Regions from separate parts of the Mus musculus genome. Here all the other regions are linked to region 2. The links are chromatin contacts, called in public Micro-C and promoter capture Hi-C maps. All regions are on one chromosome and are shown on one strand. Each heading gives the region's core, a stretch centred on a gene start, on an enhancer-like site or on the middle of the called end of the contact. The rest is flanking DNA. Distances are from core to core; before and after follow the strand shown. Region 1 overlaps Klhl31 (kelch-like 31). Region 2 holds the start of Elovl5 (ELOVL family member 5, elongation of long chain fatty acids (yeast)). Region 3 has its middle 20 kb from the start of Klhl31.

Region 1 (4,723 bases), core at 1,092-3,591, 260 kb after region 2:
CCCTCAGTGTCCTTGGGAGACTGGAACCAGGACATGCCCCATCCCCTGCTGGGATACAGTGTCTGTGACACTCACGTCCCATCTACAAAGTGGCATGTACTATTTACATACACCCTGCTCACATCTTCTTCTATAAGTTATATTGTTTCTAGGGTATTATAATATCTAATACAATGCAATTGCTATGCAAACTGTTGTGCTGTATTGCTGGGGGGGGGGAGAAAATATTTGGTACATGTTTGCTATGCAATTTTTTTTTCAAATATCTTCATCTTGGGTCTAGCTGCACCTACAGATGTGTTAACCCACAGACAAGGGGACTGGGCTTTAGACATGACCATGACAGCTACAACACACATGTAATAGGAAAGGCTGGGATTGGTAATAACCAAGATACAGTTCCAGATGCCTCTCCATCCCTCCAAATTCTCTAGTTGTACAGAAGGCATGGATGATAGGCATTTCCTTCCCCAAACAAATATACTATGAAGATAAACTGATATATTAAAGGAAAATATCCATCATTTACTACAGTTCTTCCCCTTTCTTCCAAACTTGGCAGATAACTCAAGGAAATGGTAGCAGGAAAATACACGTTGCAAGGCAGGATGACATAAGCCTTTAATTTCAGCACTCGGGAGGCAGAGACAGATCTTACTGAGTCTGAGACCAGCTTGGTCTACCTAAATGAGTTCTAGGGCAGCCAGAGCTACATAGTGAGACCCTGTCTAAAAAAAAAAAGAAAAGAAAAGAAAAAGGAAAAAAGAAAAAGAAAGAAGAGAAAAGAAAAGAAAAGAAAAGGAAAGAAAAGAAAAGAAGAGAAAAGAAAAGAAAAGATCCAACCAACCAACCAAATAGATACAGTTTGATTTGCAAAGTGGTATTAACAAAAGTAAATCATAAAGAGCATTATTTTGGGGGTTAATATTTTAAGTTAGCTATCAGCACTCCTCAGTGAGGAACCCATCTATTCATCTGGTAATTGCCAAGTCCGAGAACCCCAAATATTTCCTTCATCATCTCCACGTGAACGAGGGGTCAGTAAAATTACTGCTATTGGCTGTACAGCCAAAGGCTAAGCTGCAGTTAATGATATTCATCCAAGAACATAGTGTGATTTGGTGATTATTCGGGCTAATGTTAGAGGCAATTTGACCATACCTGAGTAAGATAAAGCTGTACCCGATGGTACACGCCTGTAATTCCAGCCTACTGGGGATGCTGAAGCAGGAGGAGCAGCCTGGCAACCTAGTAAAATCCTACTTTAAAATAAGAAAGAGGGCTGTGAGTGGTGGCACACACCTTTAATCCCATCACTCAGGAGGCACTGGGAGTTTGAGGCTAGCCTGGTCTACTTAATGAAACCATGTCTCAAATATTAAAATAAAGCGAAGACTGGATATGTAGTTAGCTCCCGGGTAGAGTACTAGTGTGTACCAGGCCCATCCAGAAAAAAGGAAAAAAAAAAAAAAAAAAAAAAAAGAAAAAAAAAACAACTCTGTCCATATAAGGATTAGAGATACAAGTGGAAATATTTCTAAGAAAAATGCCAAATGATTTGAATTTACACTATAAATTAAATGACAGGAAACTGTTCCTTTTCTGAGAGTAGGATTTTATGTTAGAAAATGGCAGAAGCTTCAAGGACAGAATGAGGGGGTATACACCGTTAACCCCAAACTGCCACCTTGTCGTTTCCTAGGTAGAATGTATAGCTTTCCAGCCACATCCTGTTAAAAGCTTTGTGGCTATGTCATGAGATCTTTTTAAAAGTTCTTTCCAGTCAAGTAGGGACAAAGAATAATTTTCTGTTGAAATATAGAATTAAATCTTTATAGATGTAGACTATTTTCATTTGCAAATGTGAAGTGGGTATTTTCAACTTCCTTCAAAGAAACAGAGAGGAAAATACTCCTTTGGATAGGAAATTGTATAGACGAGTAGGTTTCACGTGTACACCGTGGGAAAATCTCAGCGTGTGTGTAACTGCTATGAATTTAGGAAGCGAGCCTCCTTGCAAGAGTGCCTGTAACAAACTCTAGTGGCCACCCAGTGGCTGCATAATGAAATTGCTTCTTTTGTTGGCTACAGCCCTTTATTATTTTTTTTTTTTTGGAGGGAAAGACTGAGGTAGATGGTGCTAAACTAAGAATTTAAAGCGGTCCAGGCACTCCTCTGGATCGATTTGAACCACCGTCACTGTAGTAAATGGTGTATATTTTCCTGGTGGCCCACTCACAGTTTGACCACATTGGGAAGCAATGCGTTCAGATACTGACCGGCACGGAGGACACCGAGCTGGCCCGTGACTCTCGGGACACGCTGTTGGGCATGGCCAGCGTGCAGCAGGACACGCCCACGGTGGCCTCGGGCAGCTCGTCGTCCTCCGTCCACTCGTTGAGCTCGGGGTTGAAGCACTGGATGCATTTCTTGTACTTCTTCTCGCCCTCGTTCCAGCCGCCCAGCAGGTAGGCTCGCCCGTGCAGCGCCGAGACACCCGCCGTGCTCACGCCCACGGGCAGCGGCGCCACGAAGCTCCACTGGCGCGCTGCGGGACTGAAGCTCTCCACCGTGAGCACGTCCACGCGCTCCCCGCGCGGCCCCAGCTGGCTGCCCCCCATCACGTACAGCCTGTCGCCCAGCGCCACCGCGCAGTGCCAGCCTCGGGGCGTGCTCAGCTGGGGCAGCTCCTGCCACGCGTCGAGCGCGGGGTCGTAGGCGCACACGGAGCGCGAGTACGCACTGCCGATGTAGCCGCCGGTCACGATCACGCGGCCGTCGGCCACGGCGCTGGCGTGGCAGCAGCGCGCCACCTCGAGCGGCGCTTTGGGCTGCCATTGGTTGGTGGAGGGCACGTAGCACTCCAGCGAAGCCAGGCTGCCCTCGGAGTTACGGCCGCCCACCGCGTACAGCAGCCCGTTGAACACGCTCAGGCTGAAGTGCGTGCGCTTCTGGTTCATGCTGCCCAAGTGAATCCAGGTGTTGAAGCGGGGATCGTACCTGAGATGAGAGAACCGTTGTTGCAGAAGAGGGAATCGTGATCTTGTCCCCACCTCCTGCAGGGAAGAGCCCCAATTCAGCCCCGCCTCTAACTTCCCCACCCTGCTACAGGTAGGGTTCTGCCTCCCCCCACCCCACCCCGTCTCATTTAGAAAAAAAAAAGGGGGATACTCCCCTCTCTCCCCATTCAGAAGATAGTTCCTTTAGCTATACCCTCAAACAACCAAACCAAATAACAAGAAGATCCCACCGAAATCTCTTCGCTCTTACAATTCCCCCCACCCCGTTCTGTCCCCGGATTTAATGGGCCACAGGAGAGGAACTGGGCGTAAGAGGGAACCTGTACATTAAAGGCAATTCCCTAGTCATCTTAATTTCTGACTCCGTCCTGTAAACAAAAATAGCAATGATACTTGTCCTGTTTTTTGGTTTTTTTGTTTTTTGTTTTTTTACTTTCTTAGTTTGTGCCTATCCTATTATTTTATGTGATATTATCTTATTAAATGTATAAAAATGTTAAATTAAAAAAAGGTAATTCTACTCATTTTTCAGACACCAATATCCCTAGCTCTTAATAGGCATTGCCTGATTAGATTTCTTCTCTTAAAAGGTTCTCACTGGCCTTGGCCATTCATTGCACTGCTAGAAAGCTAAGCCACACCTCTGAACCTGTTAGAGAGAGACCAATGGAATTATGTGGAAAAGCGTCAACAAAGGATGGATCTCTCTTAATAGTTTCCTACTGGTAAAAGTTCCAGTTTATAGATTTATTTTATTTTATTTTTATTTATTTTTATTGCTGTAATATTTTCCACATATAAAGGTTTTTTTGTTTTTGTTTGTTTGTTTGTTTGTTTTCAAAGAAAACTAGCTTGAGTATTAAATGTCAAGAAACCCAGCTGAATTCGGGGAAGTAGGCAGAGCCAGTGACTACATGGACCCTTGTTCACAGAGTTCAGAAGTTCTGTCAAGAGAGTTCACCCTTGTCCCAAATAAAATCAGAAGTGTAGTTATAGATAAGAAAAAAGCGCTGGTCTGAAGCTGTGGCTTGGAGGTAGAGCACTTGTTTCACATAGGCAAGGCACCGGGTTCAAGGCCCAGAACCAAGAAGGAATAAAAAGTCTGAAAATCAATTGCTTGGATTTTTTTTTAAATAATATACTTATACATATAAATATAAAATATATAGAGATAAATTATATAATATACTAATTATATTGATATATCACATGCATATATGAATATAGAATTATATTTATTATGTTTGTGTGTGTATGTGTCTGTGTGTGTGTGGGTGTGTGCATGTGAGTGCAGGTGCCTTTAGAGGCTAGAAGAGTGTGCTTATACCCTGGTGTTGGAATTACAGGATGGTGTGAGTCACCTGGTGTGGTACTGGGAACTAAACTTGGGTCCTTGGCAAGAACAGTAGTCTGAGTTATCTTTCCAATGCTTCGTTCAGAGTCTTGGTGAGTGGTGGGTAAACACACTTGAGACAATAAAGAGTATCCTAAAACGCCTGCTTCTTGGTCATGTTTCATTTTGTACCCATGCCATGACATAAGCGCCTTTCATAAGCTCTTCGCATACATTCAAGTTTAATTAATTTTATCATAGACAAAGGTAATATGCATTTTTGAACGTTGAAGTATGGTTTTGCCCGTTTTATACGTGTTCAAAAATGATATCTTCTATGCTACTTAACTTTCAAATATTTAAAAATAAT
Region 2 (4,406 bases), core at 462-2,961:
CACTGTTAATCCCAGGGAAGGAAAAGGAAACATTTATCAAACCACTATTTAGCAGACCCCCTGTTGGGTTCTTCCATTTACAGTCTCTTGAAACCACCTAATAAATAAATCAGTTACATGGGACCCGGCTGGCTGACAAGGAAACCGAGTCAAGTAAGAACTACTTACTAGTTACCTATTTTGAAAAACCCAACACCCATGTTTCCTATTCATGGTTAAGTTTACCCTCCATTCTGTGAAAGTATATAACATTCCTCCTTTCTGTCTTCAGTTCCAAACTGAAAGACAAAAAGAGAATAGAAAAGGAGATGGCCTATGGTGGATGTTCCTGGCACTGACGTTATCAGGAGAAAAATCTCAAAGGAAAGTAGCCCCCCCCCCTTTTTTTTTTTCAAGGTCAGAGCTTTCGCAGAGAAACCCGGCAGTACTGGGACTGACTAGATAAACGATGCACCTGTGCCCAGCCATAGATAAAATCTACGGTGTGCATTCGCATTCATCTAATGCAAAGCTGACTGTATCTGTAGATTTTTGACCCAAATGCTGTGGCCTGAGACTTTGCAAAAGCACAAAGACTTGCAAGTACAAACCAACAGGTTATAACTGCCAAGCGGTTAGAGGAACGAATTACAAAACCAACAGACAACACTGGCCCTCCTGTACAACTGTACAAAACACTTCCTGCCACCAGCCCTGACATTAAAAAAACAGAAAGACAGTCGAGGCTTGGGAGGAGGGCTGCTCGCTCCCCCACAATTTCTTATCAGACTTCTCCCCGGGTATCCTCCAGCTAGGGAGTCATGCGTTGCATTCTTTCAATCGCCCCCTCCCCTTACGAAAATTCATCCAATGCATCCTTCAAATTTGCAATCAAGGCGCCTGGAGATAAGCATAATGTAATCTAGAGCAGGGACGCCAAGTTCAAAGGTGCCGAAGGCTTCAAGATCGTCTAAAAAGAACTCTCTCTGGACCTTACTATCTCCACCTCAAGGATAGGGGAAGGGGAAGGCTTGCTGGCAAGCAAACAATAAAGGACACTTTCCCTAAAACTCTGAGCAGCGCACTTTATGGATTCGCAGACTCCAGGCCGTTACCCGCAGCTATGCGTCCGCGTCTCCACCCTCCCGGGGCAGGCTGGGCTGCAGATACCCGCTGGAGTGGTCGCGGGAAAGCGGGCGTCCCTGGCAGCAGCAAAGGAGAGGAAAGCAGGGAAAGGCCAGCGCGCGGCCCCAAAGCCCGGTACTGCACGGACCCACGCGGACTCCTCCTCGGCAGCCCTTACGGTCGCTCAGAGAAAGCTCGGAGGAAGATCCAAGCGCGCCGCCATCCTTCCCTGCGATCTCCGCGCCTGTCAGTGCGCCAAAGTGGCTGCCACCCACGAACAGGTGCGAAAGCATCCATCCCGGCGGAGCTCCGCTCGGCCCGCGCCCCGCGCTCGCCGGGCCACGGTGCCTGCCGCCCCCCGCCCAACCCGGACCTCACGGCGCCAGCAGCCTGGCCGCACCCCAGTGCCTTGGCACCCGCCAAGTTCCTGAAGCAGGCGGCTCACCTCTCTGCCTGAGCGGCTACGGGGAGCACCGGACGGCAGCAGGACCGCGCGAGCAGGAGGATGTGCAAGCGGGCGCGGGAACAGAAGCAAGCTGCAGCCGCGATGCAAGAGGAAGGCGCCCGGCAGCTTCAACCCCGGCGTGGGCTGACCGTGACGTCACAATGGCGCGGCCAGCCAATCCGAGCCCGGAGGCAGGATCAAGCGCTATGATGTCATGCGGCCTTGGAACCAATCCTGGGGCGATAGAACTTTCGTGATTGTAAATTCCAGAATCAGATGCGGTGAGCAGAGGAAGCCAGGGTTGGTCTCCTGTGGTTCACGTGTCTCGGGGCAGTTTTCTTGCTTCTTCCTAATAAGCCTGCGTGGGACGCAGAGTCTGCGCAATAGCCACAGTGAAGTTCTGGATGCCCTGAACTCTTTCCAACAGCCGGGGGGCAGGGGCAGGCTTGGCGGTGGTTTTTTTGTTTTTGTTTTTGTTTTGGCAGGTGCCCACCCACCTAACGGGTTTCGCCACCATTGTGAAGGGGACCCTTTTCATGGTTTTAGCAAGGGTTCTAAAACCTAGGTGGAGCTGCTGTTGCGCAAATTGAAGCAACAGAAATCACTCAGAACTTTGCAACCGTAATTCTAGGATAGGTTGATCACACACTATTGGGAGTTTTGATATTTCTACTCTACGAAATTATCAGTCTTGTAATGAAATACTGTAATGTCTTTCAGCTGGGCAAATTCAAAGACTTAAAAGGGACGCAGGTACAAACATAAGAGCCTTTCTAGTTTTCGCTGCTGTTTGATAAATCAAGGCCTACAACTCTTACTTCAAACGTTAGAAATGTAACCTTTTGTTGTGCCCCCTTTGCTTTACACCCACTGACACAACACAGCCAAGCAGTCATTCAGTGTAGAAACATTTTTTTTAAATTATAGTAAAATGTTTATTGTATATTCAGCAATGTTCCAGGACCCAGACCACTGTCATAGGAATACGAATATACAAACTATAAACATTAGATAATTTAAACATTCACAAATTGCTGTAGCAATAACAATTAGTTGCCATTCATTTCTATAAACACTGAGTAAGGACCGCCTTCCCCGCAACAGTGCTGAGTGCTAACCATAAGTGCATGTCTGTCTGTCTATACAGGAAGTGTCGTTCAAGTGGCATGTGAGTGGTCATCTGTGCAACCTGGCCTCCTAGCATTCACCGTGTTCATTGTAATTGTCTCGTAGCTTTCACATACCAGGGACCGCTAAGATCTGTAGGCAAGTAATGCACTAAATCTAGCTTGTTTCTCCCCTCAATGGCATTTACAAGGCTCGAGGCATCATCTGCGACAGTTCTTTGTAATCTGGAGTATGACAAGAAGTCCTAACCATTTTTTTTTTTTTTTTGAATGGGTGAAGCATGAACTCAGCGGTGCCATGTTTGATCCCTGTTTCAGCTCCACTTGCCATCCGTGTTCCTCCTGTTCAGGATTCTTAACTCTTCTCTAGGCTATTTACTAGCAAGGCATACTCTTCTCTTCCTAGGGTTCCCAGTGTGTAATTTACATATGCAATCAGAGGCAGGCGGGACCTTCCCTGACACAGCAGCTAAATTTACTCCACTCCACAAGGTGTGAAATGACCAGCCTCATAGCTACCCCCATTTTAGTATCTTTGAATTCAAGTGTAAATCTGCAAGAAACGCACAGAACTTGTATAACCTCCCATCTTAGCTATTTTTTTCCCAAATAAAAAATCCCTATTCAGTGCCAGGCTTACTAAGTGATGGAATGGAAGAGAAGTGCTTTGGGTACCATGAGAACTGGATTCTTGGCCTCAGGAACTATAAGAACCATGAGAAGCTATCCCTGCCATTTTACCTAGCATATGTGATTTGAGATAGTTCTTTAGTAGTGTTCATGTGGTAATATAAAAAAATGTGTTTTTTCTATTAAATAATAATTTTATTCTCTATTTACTTTTAAATTATGGCAGCACCCCCCACCCCAGACACTTTGCTCTTCGTTTTTATCAGTGAGCCTACATCTCCTCTAATACACTTCCAAGTATGTAAGGACTGCTTCAGTATTACTTTTGAGGAAGGAATTATTTAATATCCTGGGCAATTTGTTTTATTGCAATAGCAGCTGCAGTTGAATTAAAAATGCAATTAACAGCTTCATTATAATACCGAATTCTAATGACTGAAGCTGCTACTGTTCGATTTGCATGGCATAATGAAACCTGTCTCTAAAGTGAAAAATCTATGTTAATCTCTGAACATCTCCAAGTTGAGTAGAATCTAGGATGACTGTGGTTTTATACTAAGAATGACACTGTACCATCTGTTGAGGTCTCTTGCTCCCCTTTCTTCTTTTCTTCTTCCTCTTTTTCTTCTTTTTCTCCTGTTTTTTCCAGTCAATGCAGTACTACCTATCAACTTCCCGTCTCAACAGAGTATTAAAGCCCAAATCCTAACAAAAGCCTTTGGACTTTAATTATTTAGCATGTTGCTATTTTTCTAATCTTCTAAAAGTATCCACCTCCTGTGGTGCAACAGAGGAAGCCTTGACTGAGTGCATGGTTGACAAAGGCCAATGCCTTAGACCCAAGGGAATTGGCAGCACCTTCACCTGGGTGAGGCTCAGAGACGTAGCAAAGCCTCCCTCTGGTCCAAGTGGGAGTATAGAAGAATGACTGGCCAGTATGCCAAGGCAACTTTAGCTTCCTTCCCTTGGAGCCTGAGACTGCTCCCCTATGGAGATCTGCTAAGACTAGCTAGCAGTTTCTTGAGGCTCCAGATTGTCCAGTCGTAGGTGCCATCCCATCAAAGTGACTTGTTCCACTTTTTGTAAGCATGTCTGTCCCG
Region 3 (5,103 bases), core at 850-3,349, 300 kb after region 2:
CTCCACCTGGGGATCCATCCCATAAACAACCACCAAACCCAGACACTACTGCATATTTCCAGCAAGATTTTGCTGACAGGACCCTGATATAGCTATCTCTTGTGAGGCTATGCCAGTGCCTGGCATATACAGAAGTGGATGCTCACAGTCATCTATTGGATGGAACACAGGGCCCCCAATGAAGGAGCTAGAGAAAGTACCCAAGGAGCTAAAGGGGTCTGCAACCCTATAGGAGGAACAACAATATGAACTAACCAGTATCCCCCAGAGCTTGTGTCTCTAGTTGCATATGTAGCAGAGGATGGCCTAGTCGGCCATCAATGGGATAAGAGGCCTTTGTCTGTGAAGATTATATACTCCAGTACAGGGGAATGCCAGGGTCAGGAAGTGAGAGTGGGTGGGTAAGGAAGCAGGGTGGGGGTAGGGTATAGGGGACTTTTGGGATAGCATTTGAAATATAAATGAAGAAAATATTTCATAAAAATATAAATATAGTGCAATTTCAAAGAAAAAAAGATATACTAACAAAACTACTGGAAAGGATTATGAAAATAGTATTTAATTAAATGAATCAATTAAACAAGATACCTCTAGAGATCTTGCTGTTTACAGATCTGTTTGGGAGTCACAAATCACTGTCTGGGCAACCGTGTTAAGCAATGTGATCTTGCAACATTGCAGTTTGGACAGGGTGATGCTTATGCCTGCAAGTGATACAGTCATATAATATCCTCATGTGGTATGATGCATTATTAGCTTCCAGACGTGCAAATCTGACTCTCAAATGTTGTTTCAGTGTGTTTCCATGCAGTGTTAGGATTGACCCAGGGCTATCAGCAAACATACTAAAGCAAACACAGCCTTGTTAATGTCAGAGGACTCAACAGGGTTTATAGATAGTGCTAAATTACCCCAAAGATTCAGGAACATGCGTCCTGCCTGCTTCCAATATGAATCTAACTAGGGAGCAGGATAGATTAACTTTTATGCATGTTTCCTTATTTATGTACTGGAGATAATGATAGTATTACCCCATCAGGCTCTTTAGAGGGTACACAAATCAATTTTCTCATGTAATAATATTGGGACTTACCGCCTGTAACTGAGCAGGATCTAACTCTTTATCTCCTCTTGACCTAAGTGTCCTTGTGTTGGTGAAACCATGCATCTTTCTTCCTGTGACCTGAACACAGCCATGCAATTCTCTGCTTCCATGCTTCCAAGTCTCCCTACCAGGTCCTCTCTGTACACACCAAATTCTCTCCACTATCAAGCGCTTGTTGGGATACCTCCAAGGCACCACACACACACATACACACACACACACACACACACACTCCCAGGCGTGGTCATTGGTCCTTTGGAATAACTCCCATGTCGTTATTATCTGCTCCTCTCCTTCAGCACTTCATCCTGCTTATGCTATAAGTACAGCTTCTGTTTTCTGGGCCGCTTTGTGAGCCCTGTCGGGGGAGGGTCATGTTCTAGTCACACCGTACTCCTGGTTGCTTGTCCCCAGATGTTGCTTCATAAACATTTCATGAGAAATGTGGTGTTAGCCTTGAAGGTTTTAAAGTAGCTAAAAGAGTGATAAAAACTGACATTATGGATTGACTTAAGCAACACTGATATAATAAACACTACTGTTTTTCAACAATATAAGTAATTATTACATTTCTATACAGTATTGTTCAGAGTAGTAGAAGGATGGAAACATCAGTAAATATATAATTTATTTAAGTTTTTGGCACAATGTCTTTTTATGTAGCCCATGTTGGCTGACTTTGCTATGTAGCCAAGGCCTGGCCCTCAGCCTTCTGCATGCTCTGACTGTGGGCCTGGGCCACCACTCTCAGTCTAGTAAACTGTCTTTAGTTTCTCTTCTGGTCATCCCTACTTATAGTTCATGACAAGCATTGTCTAAAAATATTCACTACAGGTACTCCTGAATGGATGATCTGACCTAGAACAGATGGTGGCTCTCAGGAGGGGGACAGTAAGTAGAAAGCAAGATTTTTACTCTGCCCGACACACCCAGAGTAACTAACAAGACCACAAACCTGACAGTGCTTTCACTGATCCCTGCTGAGAACACACCAAGATGAAGGTGTGAAGTAAGGAACTGGCAATAAACTCAGGAAAGACGCACTACACTTGAACTGTGCATCTGGTACCTCCGTGTTCTTCAGGGAAGACTACAACCTTAAGTCAGGGCCTTTAGCTCACTGCTCCAAATCAACATCACAATCAGTGTGAGATCACCAACAGCGAGGAGACACATGGATGAGTTCAGCATTTGAAAAGCCAGCCCCTGACATCACTGAGGGGTGAGTCTAAGGTATTTTAATATAACCTGAGGTCACATTATGTAAAACAGATTCTCAACGCTTGAGTTACTCTTGGGGAGAAATGTGGTGAGCTTAAAGACTTTTAAGCTGAGGTTAAAAATTAGCTTAGCATGGACTCTGACAAGATGTTCCTATCACTTATAAAGCAAGAAGCCATGAAGACTTATCTTCCTGACTCCAGAGCCGCTACTTCCCTCTATTCTGCAACTTAGAAACTCAAGCTGGGGTGTGCGGGTGTGGTATACAGACACAGGTAGCTGAATTGAATTCACACAAGGGAAACATAGGCTGCCTCCCATTCTCCTCTGCAGCCTTCTATCTAACTGGTATTTAAGTTTAATCCACCGAGTCTCCGACTAGAAAAGAAGAAATAAACTTTTTGATTTTTGGATATCCCTGAGGGCCTTGGTAACTATTTCTCTTCTTGTTTTCCTAACGGTGTGGTGTCCTTCACCAGGTTGTTGGCAGGATGAGGTAAAAGTTCTTTAAAATCTTACTGCTGCATAAAATAGTAAATAAAATAGAAAGACATTAAGGTTTTATTTCCTGTCACTCTGGCTGACCCTGCGAACTCCTTAAGAATTCAACCAGCCCTTGAATTCTCTGTGAGGGAAGTCAGGACTATGCAGAAATAAATTCTTCATTTTATTGTCATTGGGATGATCCCTAAACACAGTGCCCTCTTGGCACCCTCTGAGGTCACCTGCTAAGAGCTGTGTAAGAACAGTTCTGAGCTGGTCTCCGAGTCTCTCAAATATATGGGTTTTGTTTTATTTTTCAGGTTCAGATGCACTAAACAGCAGCTCTTGCACCTGTTCTATTGGCCCTGCCCAAAGGAAGGCCACTCTAAAAATAGATCTGAGGGAACAAATGGTTTGCATGGTTGACTATTTTGAGGTACCAAGGGAGAAGGAGTCAAAGCTGAAGTGTATTAGCAAGGGGAATAAGTAGTGTAAGAACTGTGGAGACGTTTGGGGGTTAAATTCATGGCTGTGTGTCACCATAGAGACTGGGCTAAACATGCAAGATCGCCAGTAACCCGATGGCTTAAATGTAGCTTTCTTGGGTGGTTTTACATACAGCAAAGTTCTCAGTATCTGAGGGACACAATTTAAATCTCTTTCAGAATAGACCAGAGTTTTAAAAATAGGGTCAGTGTCCAAGTTTTTGGACTCACCTGAAAACATTTGGTTCCTGAGACTCTGTTGATTAGCACAGTACAATCTGACTCCTAGCCCAGGCTGTAATACAACCCTGGCTGTGTTTATGAGCCCACAATCCAATGTCTTACCTAGGAGTTTCCACCTTCAGTGGGCTCTAATGGCTTCCCTTTTGCTTGGTAGCTGGTATGAACTAAATAAGAGGGAATTAAATTGATGCCAGTCGAACACAATCCCTATGAGTGGAACTCCCCAGTGCTCATATATTTTTTTCAGCTTTAATGAATTCATTTTAAGGTTTTGTGCAAGCATATATTATATGTTGAGCACATTCCTTTCTAAATTTCCTGTTTCAGTCACTCTTCTATTGCTGGGAAGAGACACCATGACCAAGGACCAAGGAAACTATTATAAAAGAAAGCATTTAATAGGGGCCTTGCTTACAGTATCAGAGGTTTAACGCATTATCATCATAGAGGGAAGCATGGTGGCATGCACTGTGCTAGAGCAGCAGCCGAGAGCTGTAACCTGATTGGTTTTGTGTGTGTGTGTGTGTGTGTGTGTGTGTGCATGTATGTAAGAGAGAGACAGAGACATACAGAGATAGAGACAGAAATAGAGACAGATAGACAGACAGGCTCTGGGCTTTTGGAACCTCAAAGCCCACCCCTGGTCACACCCTTCCTTCAACAAGGCCACATCTCCCAATCCTTCTAATCCTTTCAAATAGTGTCAAGCTCTGTTGACAAAGTTTTCAAATATTTAAGCCTATGGGGGGGGGCATTCCTTTTCAAACCTCCACATCCTCTAACCCAGGTCCCCTCTCCACTTCCCACTAGTCCCTTTGTATCCTTTGATAAGTTTAGTTCTATATTTATGTCTTATAAACATACATAATTTTATTTATCAGGACTGGAGAAGTGGCTTAGCAATTAAAAGCACTGTTGTTGTTGGTTTTTTTCCAGAAGATTTGAGTTCAGTTTCCAGCACCTGTGTGGTGGCTCACAACAGTCTGTAACTTCAGTTCCAGGAGATCTGATGTCCTCTCCTGACCTCTGAATACATTTGAATTCTTGAGGTGCACAGACATGCTTATAGGCAAAAGACATATACATAAACTAAAAGTAAATAAATCTTAAAAGCAATTTTAAAAACATGAACACATACATACATAATCTTAGAAATCACAAATGAGAGAAAAATGTTCATTTGTCTTTAGGAGCCTGGCTCAATTCACTTAGTATGATTATCTGCAGCTTGTCCATTTTTTTATGGACACGTAGAATTCCATTGCATAAAATACTTGCTTTGGCTTATTCCTCTGTTGTTAGGCAGTTGGTTTAGTTCCATAATTTAGCCATTATGAAGAGTCCTTCAATAAACATCAACGTGAGTATCTTTGTGATGTGCCCATTTGGAATCCTTCAGATAAATACTCAGGGGCCATGCAACTGGGTCCTGCAGAACTATTTTTCGTGCTTTGAGAACCCTCCATAGTGAGTTCCATAGTGGTTGAACTTGGTTGCTTTTCCACCAGAAGTGTATAACGGAATCTCTTGTCCATATCCTCACCATCATTTTTTCTTATTTGTTTT

The links. Promoter capture Hi-C pulls out the DNA fragments that hold promoters and counts their contacts. Hi-C and Micro-C count contacts between places; a contact is called where the count stands out from the background.
Region 1: a contact with region 2 is called in a promoter capture Hi-C map of liver. The contact joins the enhancer-like site here to the promoter of Elovl5 in region 2. A contact is called at or near these places in 5 of 39 promoter capture datasets (cranial neural crest, hippocampal neurons, liver and 2 more), 1 of 484 Hi-C or Micro-C datasets (olfactory sensory neurons) and 3 of 115 datasets of contacts at active chromatin or transcription factors (bone marrow-derived macrophages, microglia and pancreatic cancer cells).
Region 3: a Micro-C map of embryonic stem cells shows a contact between it and region 2, with 2.2 times the contacts expected there. The contact joins the enhancer-like site here to the promoter of Elovl5 in region 2. A contact is called at or near these places in 2 of 39 promoter capture datasets (liver and pre-B cells), 3 of 484 Hi-C or Micro-C datasets (all in embryonic stem cells) and 4 of 115 datasets of contacts at active chromatin or transcription factors (embryonic stem cells and neural tube).

What each region holds. Positions count from the first base shown.
Region 1 is chr9:77,653,404-77,658,126 of GRCm38.p6, reverse strand. Klhl31 (kelch-like 31) reads right to left here. Exons shown (of 3, transcript NM_172925.2): 3 at 1-3,000. The coding sequence ends at 2,268. Among named protein-coding and RNA genes, the nearest start is that of Klhl31, 19 kb to the right of the region's middle. Within about 2 kb of position 2,341, at least 158 of the 459 cell types and tissues checked have an H3K27ac peak or open chromatin away from gene starts, as enhancers often do. A contact at or near this core is called in bone marrow-derived macrophages, hippocampal neurons and liver, where this site is marked.
Region 2 is chr9:77,914,670-77,919,075 of GRCm38.p6, reverse strand. Elovl5 (ELOVL family member 5, elongation of long chain fatty acids (yeast)) reads right to left here and starts at 1,711. Exons shown (of 8, transcript NM_134255.3): 1 at 1,550-1,711.
Region 3 is chr9:77,614,172-77,619,274 of GRCm38.p6, reverse strand. No RefSeq gene overlaps it. Among named protein-coding and RNA genes, the nearest start is that of Klhl31, 20 kb to the left of the region's middle. Within about 2 kb of position 2,099, at least 19 of the 459 cell types and tissues checked have an H3K27ac peak or open chromatin away from gene starts, as enhancers often do. A contact at or near this core is called in embryonic stem cells, where this site is marked.